Regions from separate parts of the Mus musculus genome. Here regions 2 and 3 are each linked to region 1. The links are chromatin contacts, called in public Micro-C and promoter capture Hi-C maps. All regions are on one chromosome and are shown on one strand. The core of a region is the stretch at or near the end of the contact, and the rest is flanking DNA. Distances in the headings are between cores, read along the strand shown.

Evidence for each region. Promoter capture Hi-C pulls out the DNA fragments that hold promoters and counts their contacts. A called contact is a pair of places that touch in the nucleus more often than the background predicts.
Region 2: a Micro-C map of embryonic stem cells shows a contact between it and region 1, with 5 times the contacts expected there. The contact joins the promoter of Notch2 here to the promoter of Man1a2 in region 1. A contact is called at or near these places in 1 of 39 promoter capture datasets (pre-B cells) and 1 of 484 Hi-C or Micro-C datasets (embryonic stem cells).
Region 3: a contact with region 1 is called in a promoter capture Hi-C map of liver, with 4 times the contacts expected there. The contact joins the promoter of Trim33 here to the promoter of Man1a2 in region 1. A contact is called at or near these places in 1 of 39 promoter capture datasets (liver) and 1 of 9 other capture datasets (adipose tissue).

Annotation. Positions count from the first base shown.
Region 1 is chr3:100,683,954-100,686,971 of GRCm38.p6, forward strand. Man1a2 (mannosidase, alpha, class 1A, member 2) reads right to left here and starts at 1,520. Exons shown (of 13, transcript NM_010763.2): 1 at 608-1,520. The coding sequence starts at 909.
Region 2 is chr3:98,012,115-98,015,132 of GRCm38.p6, forward strand. Notch2 (notch 2) reads left to right here and starts at 1,424. Exons shown (of 34, transcript NM_010928.2): 1 at 1,424-1,657. The coding sequence starts at 1,585.
Region 3 is chr3:103,277,660-103,280,677 of GRCm38.p6, forward strand. Trim33 (tripartite motif-containing 33) reads left to right here and starts at 1,634. Exons shown (of 20, transcript NM_053170.3): 1 at 1,634-2,787. The coding sequence starts at 2,220.

The DNA.
Region 1 (3,018 bases), core at 270-2,769:
ACACATTCAAGAATTAGCTTATGAGAGGAGAGAGGTGTTTGGAAAAAGCGAATTGTCTCCAAAGTCTCCTTTTAGGTAAAGATCTAGAAATGACTTAAAGGCTGGAAGCAGAGCTTCCATTTCATTTCATCTTGATTATACCCTGCCAAGGGCTCAATTCAGAATAACTGGCCAAATTATGGTTAGGGATATACACACCCCACCTTTTAACATTTAAAAAAAAAAAAAAAAATCAGAGCACAAGCCAGAGATTGGGACTTGGTGGCTGAGCAAAGTCTAGCAAGCTGTCAAGATTCAGTGACTTCACATGGTGGCAGAAAGGCAGAAACACGTTCTCAATACGCGCATGCTGACTCCCTGTATCTCCGCTCCCTGCTGTCCACAGCAGAAGAGTCTGACTGAACACTTCGTTCTGCCGGGAAAAACCAAGGAACCCTAGGAGTCCTTCCAGTCTATGTATGGTTCTACCCAGGCAGCTCTGAACCAACAACGTTCAACACCCTGATCATTCACAGGGGCAGGAGGGGGAGGGGGGAGAGACAAGAAAGCAGTGAACTGTACCTTGCTCTCCCAAAAGGAAGTACCATAATTTAAGTAACAAACGAACCTGTGTCTGTGTTCGTCGGGTCCATGGATCAGGAAGACGCCGGGGTTTTTAGCTCCTTTGCCGGCATCTACGTGAGGAATTAACACATCTTCTAAGCCCAGATCAAAGCGTTTGTGTTTTGAAGAGTCTGGAAGGAAGAAGAATGCCCCAAAACACAGGGTGATGAAGGCACTAAGGATGAGGAGAAGGATAAACTTCTCGGAGAGTCTCAAGGTAGCCCTGTGATGTGGGAAGGAGGGCGGCCCCAGGTTCAAAGGTGGTATCCTACGACCAGAGAGGGGCAGCAGCGCTGGGGTAGTCATCGTTTAGGCTCTTGGACGGAATACTTTATAAAGTTCTCATCTTATATCAAACGTACAACACATCGAACCGTTTCTCAAAACCTCGGCCAAAAAAAAAAAAAGAATAAACTCAATTTCCCTCCTCTCAAAGGATTGTTGTGCTTTTTTATTATTATTATTATTTACGAGGCCACCTCTTTCACGCTCTCCGATTACATCCAGAAGCCCGGGTGACCTCCCAAGCGATCGTTGGTTTCTGTCCCGTCAGATCTTCTCGCCATTTGGCTCTCGGTGCCTCACCGGATGATCGCGAGTCTCCTCTTCATTCCCGAGAGTGGATCGGGCGAGCCACACCGCAGAGAAGCTGCAAGGTGGGTTCTGCCATGCCCGCGCCCCGGCGCGATGCTCAGAGGCGGCTGCCCGCCCCGGGAGGCGCCCGGCGAAGACGACGAGTTGCAGTAGGTCGGTTCCACTCGGTCCCCTCCGGAGCCTCCTCCGCTCCACCGCTCCGCAGCCTCCGCGGCTTCCAAGCAGCGGCGCCGGGCGTAGCAGCGACGACCCTCAGCCGAGGCCGCGAGGGCGACGGCGTCCCGAACACTACAGCGCCCGCGCCGCCGCGCGCTCTGTCAGGAGCGGAACTTCCTCCTCAGCCGAGCGGCCGCCCCCACCCGGCTCCTCCTCCTTCTTCTCTTCCTCCTCCTCCTCCTCCTCCTCCTCCTCCTCAGCTAGCCCCGCCGCCCGCTTCTCGGCCGAGCCCAGCCGCGGCGGCCGAGCCCCTGCGCCTCGGTGGCGGCGTGCGAGGTAGCCGGGCCGCGGCCCTCAGACCGACAGCCCGGGGCCGGCGCCGGCTCATTCCTCGCACCGCCTGGGAGAGGCGGGCGGGAGGGAGGGCGGCCGGTCGCGCGCGAGCGAGCAGCCGCGCCTCCCGCGGCCGCAGGGCGGCTCCGGCAGGGCCCGGCCTCGGGTGGCTCGCACGCTCGCGCTGACTGCGGCGCGGGTCCGCGGCCCTGGGCTGGTCCCTGGCCTGTGGAGGCCGGAGGAGAACAGAGCGGCTGCGCGGCCGACACCGGTTGGGCCGAGCGGCTCGGCCGTGGGGGGCGCGGGCCCGGCTAGCCGCCCCGACTCGCGAGTGGGCGTCCCCGGGCGGCGGAGTGTGAGGTGCGCGCGCACGCTCCCGGCCGCCGCGCCCCTCCCCCGCCCGCCGGGCCGCTCGGGCCTGGCCGCTGCCGAGAGCCCGGAGCCCCCGGAAGCCCCGGCGGCCGGACGAGGAGGACCAGGCGCTTGGATCGCGAAAGTGGCGCTGGAATGTGGGGTTCCTGGGACTGACGGGTTACGGGGGCCAAGGCTGATGCCTCCCTCAGTTATCAGTGACTCGGGGCCGGGGTTCAACATCAAGGTCTCAAACTTCCACGCGTTCTTGGGCACGCGAGGCTGGTTGAAGAAGGAGGTGGCACCGGCCACGTGCCGGATTCGTGTTAAAATGGCAGCCCTGCGCTTTCTACTGGGTTCCTTTCTGAGGAATCGGACGACCTAGGTCAGACAGGAGATTCCTGGTGGTTCAGTCCCAAGACTATATATACACTCTATAGTCATCTTCACCACCACCACTACCATTCCCCCCGCAAAGATAACAAAGATGAATGAATGAGCAGGTGTTAAAACCCAAAAGGACAATATTGTTGAAGTTGAGGCTTGAAACAATCTGAGTCAATTCTGTTATCTGTAATATTGAGAAGAACCAGGTTGTGATAAAGTATAATATAGGCTTCTTAGCAATGCATATGTATTCTTGCATCTAGTTTGCATTTAGCTTTTTTTTTTTTTCTTAAATTTACCTTCTGTTCCTTGCACACATCCTAACTGGTAGCTGGCAATTGGAGAGGAGGCCCATAAATGGCAGGGGTGGGAAGTCAGCCTTAGAAATCAAGGAAAACTTCATGTCCCTTGGCAGGATTCAGAACTACATTCCACTAGGCATTTCTAGAAGCTCTGCAAACCCTACCTTCCTACCACAGGACAAAAGAAGTCATTGGTTTACAAAATAAAGCCAGCACAAGATGTAAACGTGTTCCCAAGGGCCACCGCTGGATCCAAAGTGAATGAGATTTGAGTGAGACACGTGAATGGATG
Region 2 (3,018 bases), core at 174-2,673, 2.7 Mb before region 1:
TGTGTGGAGGTCAGAGGACATCAGATATCCTGTTCTATTACTCTCTAACTTATTCCCTGGTTGGGGGGGGGGGGATCTCTTACTGAACCTGGAACTGGGCTACCTGCTAATTAGCCCCAGAGATTCATTTAACTCTACTCCCTACAGCTGTTTGAGGCATGTGCATAGTCAAACCTGGCTTTCACTGTGAGTGTTGGAGATTTGAACTCAGGTCCCCGTGCTTGCACAGCAAGCACTCTTTCCCGCTGATCCATTTCCTCAGACTCTATAGTGCTTATTAAACTGCAGTTTTAATGTTCACACCCATTTGCACTTGCTGAACGGTATTCTGCATTCTAGGTCACCATCTACTAATTGATAGGCACTAGTGATGAAGGCCATGATCCTGGGCCATAAAGACTTCCCCGTGTAGTCAAGACAGAAATACAAACAGTCCTGTGTTACTTATGCAATTCCTCGTAGTTGCCAATTTCGTTCTACAAATGCATTTATTCCTAAGACAGATCACACCCTCCACTCTCCCACTTTGGAAATTGTTAGTGTAATAGCTTTATCTTTTAAAAACTATGCACACAAACGTCCATACAATGTTCAGTGTTGTTTGGAAACATTTATATGTAAATGGCATTCTTAGAGTCTCGCTCTGCGATTCGTGTTTTCATCATCATTTTGGTTTTACGGCTGACGTATATGAAGATGGTATTTTCAATTGTATTGCACTTATAATTATGCATTATTCATCTAGTCCCTAAGGGTGGGGCATTTAGGTTACTCTTCACTCGCAGCTATTAATAGGTTATAAAGAGTATTCCTGGTTCTTCTTTCTATTTTCTACACCTTTGACTAGAGTTTCAAGCTCCTGCTGTCTCTTGAAAGCCTCCCCTAAATTCTTCTAGACCCTAGAGCGGACGATTCCAGTGTCCCAAGCACCTTGCTACACGAAGTTCACTAAAAGAACCAAGGATGGGTGGGTGGATGGACGGATGAATGAACGAAATGCCCAGAGCATCTTAAGGAATGTCCTCTTAAGAGTACTTTGGCGCCTTTGCCCTCTGCCTTCCGTTGACAGTCTCGTTTTTGCTCTCCCTCATTCCTCTAACCAGCCAAGAAGTGTGTGGGTGGGTGTGTGGGGCATGAGGTCTGCCTCTCTCTACAAGTTCAGGACCCGGGTAAACCCTAGTGTTTGATGTTGGGCGCTTCAGCCGCCCCCCTTTCCGAGCTCATGGGCGGGCTCGGCGGTCGAGCGGGCGGAGTACGGGGTGCTGCTCACTCAGATCCCTCCGCGCGCAGAGGACCGGCGCTTCTTTCTGCGGGAAACCCCTGGGCGCGCGGCGGCGACGGGGGCGGAGCCTCGCGGTGGGAGGAGGCCGAGGCGGAAGGACACGCGGGCCGCCCAGCCGCGCGGCGCAGCCAGAAACTTTCAGCCAAACTTCGGGCGGCGGCCTGGCTGCGCGGAGTGCAGGGGCGGCGCAGCGGGAGCTCCAGGACTCAGCGAGCCGCGGGGGCAGGGTAGAGCACGCGAGAGCCGGGCTCCTGGTCGGGACCCGCTCCCCATGCGGATCTGCTCTGGCTGCGGCCCCGAAGATGCCCGCTCTGCGTCCCGCCGCGCTGCGGGCGCTGCTGTGGCTCTGGCTGTGCGGCGCGGGCCCCGCGCACGGTGAGTACCGGGCGCCCGGGAGACCATCCCTCTCTGTCTCTGCGCTACGGGGACTGCGTCTTCCAAACTGCCTCGTCCGGGCCTCGAGTCTTGGCAACGCGTAGCGTCCCGGGTTCCGCGTTAGCGGGGTCTCGGGCGAGCAGCTCGCGGGCCGAGGTGCGAGTGTGGTCGGGAGGGCGGCGGGGGCTTGCGGCGTTCCCAGCTTTTGACACCCGGATCGGTCGGTTTGTCCGGAGGAGGAGTTGGGCGTGGGGCTTAGGTCTTGGATAGGTGGAGGCAGCAGTGGGGGAACTGGTGTGGCAGCGTGCTGAGCCACATGATTGAAAATCTCAACTGCTGTTATTCTTTCCGAGGCGCGGAGCTCTGCTGCGGTTCCAGTGTGCGTCCAGCCCCAGGAATGTGGTGTGACGATCCCCAACTCCTCCAACCTGGCAGCAGCTTGCTGCTCTTTTGGCACCGTTGGGGGTGGGGCAGGGGCAGGCGAGGAAAAGTGGAGACGTTGCTTGATCCGAAGTGCTTGCTTAGAAAGGCTTGTTATGGTGGGATATTCCGTGCCCCCTCGCTAACTTGGTGGGAGCCAGGAAAGGAAATCGGATCATATTTTACCCACTCCACCCACATCTTTAGATTTTACATTTCTTTGGAATGTTGTATGGAAAGAACTTCGGCTTTGGAGTCCAGCTCTGTAATCCTGGATTCAAATCTTCTGTATTAACTCACCAATAAAATGGGGATGAAATTACCCAGCTAATAGGATTAATTAAAAGAATGTATATTAAACCCGTAGCACTTAAAAGATGTTCAGAAAAGTTGTTTCAGGGCAGGAGCAGCGGTTTGGTCTGTGCTTCCAATGGGGCTATGTCTTGTACTGGTTTGAAGTCTGTGCTTCCAGTGGGGCTATGTCTTGTACTGGTTCGAAGTCTGTGCTTCCAGTGGGGCTATGTCTTGTACTGGTTTGAAGTCTGTGCTTCCAGTGGGGCTATGTCTTGTACTGGTTTGAAGTCTGTGCTTCCAGTGGGGCTATGTCTTGTACTGGTTTGTTGAACTGGTAGGGTCCCCCTTTACTCAAGAACAATTAACTTTTACCAGAAAAACTCTAGTACATTTCCTCAGAGAAGGGATGAGTTTCAGAAAAGTATGGTCTTTGTTCATTGTAACAGGCAGCTGACATGCCAATCGCAGATGCTTTGAGGAAGACTCGATTATTTATCACCTGCAAACAGTGCTGGGCTGTCCAGCATCAACCAGATACTTTCTGGAAAATTAGAATGTCATACATTGCTGGGTCTGTAGGTTTTCAGAAGTGGACCAGGATTGAATTCAGGATTGAATGGTTCCCGAAAGTTTTCCTCAAAACTCAA
Region 3 (3,018 bases), core at 384-2,883, 2.6 Mb after region 1:
TCTTGAAAAACCAAAGCCAAAAACAAAACCAAAACAACAACAACAGCAACAACAAAAAGTTAGGGATATGTCTGAAAGCACTTTGTAAATTGGAAATTTCTGCTTATGTACTGTTGTATTTATTACTGGAATACCAATGTCCTCCTCCGTGGTCCTGGAAATACAGAAAAGCTGGTAGATAATGATTAGATGCAGAAATCCTGTTCTCTTTGATACTTGTGGTTTTTGAACTTAGTGACAAAGCATATGGAAGTTAATGTGTTCTTTGCATACCTTTGCACACCTCAGTGACATACTTCCTCCTGATACTTTCAAGCCGTTCTGCTCCCAGGTGACCAACCATTTAAATAAATGAAACTATGGAGGCCATTCTTTGTTTTTGTTTTTTCTTTTGGTTATTTTGAGACAGGGTTTCTCTGTGTAGTCCTGGCTGTCCTGGAACTCACTTTGTAGACCAGGCTGGCCTCGAACTCAGAAATCCACCTGCCTCTGCCTCCTGAGTGCTGGGATTAAAGGCGTGGGCCACCAGGCCTGGCCACATGGAGGCCATTTTTATTCAAACGACCACAAGTGTTATCTCCTATTTTTCCTTTCCTTGTTGAAGCCATTCCTCTCACACTAATTCCAGGGTCTCTGTTTGCCTTAGGCCCTTTGTTTTTTGCCACCTGCTCCTGTCTGGAATACTCTTGTGCAAGCCAGGTTTCTTCACCTTATCAGCAGAGCCCTTGCTCAATCAGCACAAATCCTTTACACTCGCCTTATTTTTACTCCAAAGCATTTATCATTTCCCCCGACATACTCTCCATGTTCATCCTCTAAACTGTCAACTTCTTGAAGGCAGAGAGTTTCTTTGTTCTCCTGCAGGAACCCCAACGTTTCTATCTTAACACGAAAGTCAGAAGAGATTTTGAAGGAATTGATGAAAAACGCTTTTCTGTGAATTTAAAAACTCACCCAAATAAATTTCCTGTATAACTACGGTCTAGGACGGGCTTGTGAGACTCACATTAAAACAGCTGTTGCACTTACATCATTTCCCCTCCCCCATTTCTTTTTGGAGGCAAGGTCTCCCTATGAAGCCTGATGCTTAAGCTGGCCAGGAACTCAGCAGTCTCCCTGCAGGTGACTACAGGTGGGCACTATATCAAGTTACACTTGTTCTGGCAGCACTGGCTAAATGAAGGTCTGATGGCAGCCTGAGGCGGAGAGGCCCGATACCAACAAAACAAAACCCTTTCATAAAGCTTCTAAGATTGAGGTGGTGAGGACAGTCAGCTGGCCCACCCGGGGACGCCGAGTGAGATTCTCGGGATATAATATTGGTTAGAAACATGGTCTCCCAAACTGGCACATCAGCCGCAGGGACTTTTCAACATTCATCTGGTTTTCAACTTCCTGATTCTGTTTTGGGGTGTGGCCCTGGCATCTCTGTTTAGAAAAAAGCTCATTTGATTGGCTTTCAGGTATGTAGCAACGTTGGAGAATCACCTTAAGAAGCTAAAAATAGCTATTAGAAGACTTCTGTCTCACCGCAGGAGCCTATATCTGGAGACTTTTGGGGTGTGTGTGTACGTGGTGGGGGGAACTCTGCGCAGCCGCTCTCGGGTGTCACAGCCCTCTAGAGAACGCGGTCCAGCAACACCCAGCGAAGACCCAGGTGGTCCGCACCTCCTCGGTAGGAGGCCTCCGCGACCAAGCGCGCGACAGGTGAAGCTTCCGCGGTGGCGCGCCCGTCGCTGGGGATGGCGTCGCCGTGGAGACGCTCGCTCGGGGGCGAACGCAAGCCGGCCTCCTACTCCTGCATGTTTTCCCTCCCTTCTTCCCGCACCACCGCGGCTTCGGCGCTAGCAGCCACATCATAGAGACCCAGTTCCACCAGCTCCTACCGAGCTACACAACTCCAGCCGGGTGGCAACAGACCACACCGAGGCGCGGAGCTGCATCGCGGTCTGTCCCGCGAGCGCGCGCGGCCGGAGTTCCCGCCTCCCTCCGGAGGACGTCGGTGCGTACGTGCGCGTGCCCACCCCTCCCGCCCCGCGACGCGAGGGCGGGGGCGCCGCGTGCGCGCGCGCTCTCGTGCGTTCGCTCGCTCGCTCGCTCGCTACTTCGCTCGCTCTCGGCGGCCGCTCTTGCTGTGGCTGCGGCTGAGGCTGGGGGCGGCGGCGGCGGCGCGAGCGGCGGGCGGCGCGGGGCGGTCCGGCGGGTTCAAAGAGGAAAACATGGCGGAAAACAAAGGCGGCGGTGAGGCAGAGAGTGGCGGCGGGGGCAGCGGTAGCGCGCCGGTAACCGCCGGGGCCGCCGGGCCCACGGCGCAGGAGGCGGAGCCGCCTCTCGCCGCGGTGCTGGTGGAGGAGGAGGAGGAGGAAGGCGGCAGGGCTGGCGCGGAGGGCGGTGCGGCTGGGCCCGACGACGGGGGGGTGGCCGCGGCCTCCTCAAGCTCGGCCCCGGCCGCCTCGGTCCCCGCGGCCTCAGTGGGCTCCGCGGTCCCCGGAGGCGCGGCATCGACGCCGGCTCCAGCTGCTGCCCCAGCCCCGGCCCCGGCCCCGGCCCCGGCCCCGGCCCCCGCTCCCGCCCCGGCTCCTGGTTCCTCGTCGGGGCCACCTCTCGGACCACCAGCCTCGCTTCTGGACACCTGCGCGGTGTGTCAGCAGAGCTTGCAGAGCCGGCGCGAGGCGGAGCCCAAGCTGCTCCCCTGCCTGCACTCCTTCTGCCTGCGCTGTCTGCCGGAGCCGGAGCGCCAGCTCAGCGTGCCCATCCCTGGGGGCAGCAACGGTGACGTCCAGCAAGGTGAGCAGCAGGCCGCACCCGGGAGAATCTGGTGTGGCGGCTTGGGGTGCCGAGGGTGCTCGGACGGTGCAGTGCAGAGAGGTCTCCGAGACGAAAGCTACGGCCCCGGGGACGGTTACCAGAGAAGCTGCACCGCCGGAGATATGGGGAGAGAGAAGGGAGGGGTGCCGGCTGCGAGGGGCTGGGGGAGGGGATGCTGAGAGGGAGGTTTGAGGCGCTTCTGCAGAGGGT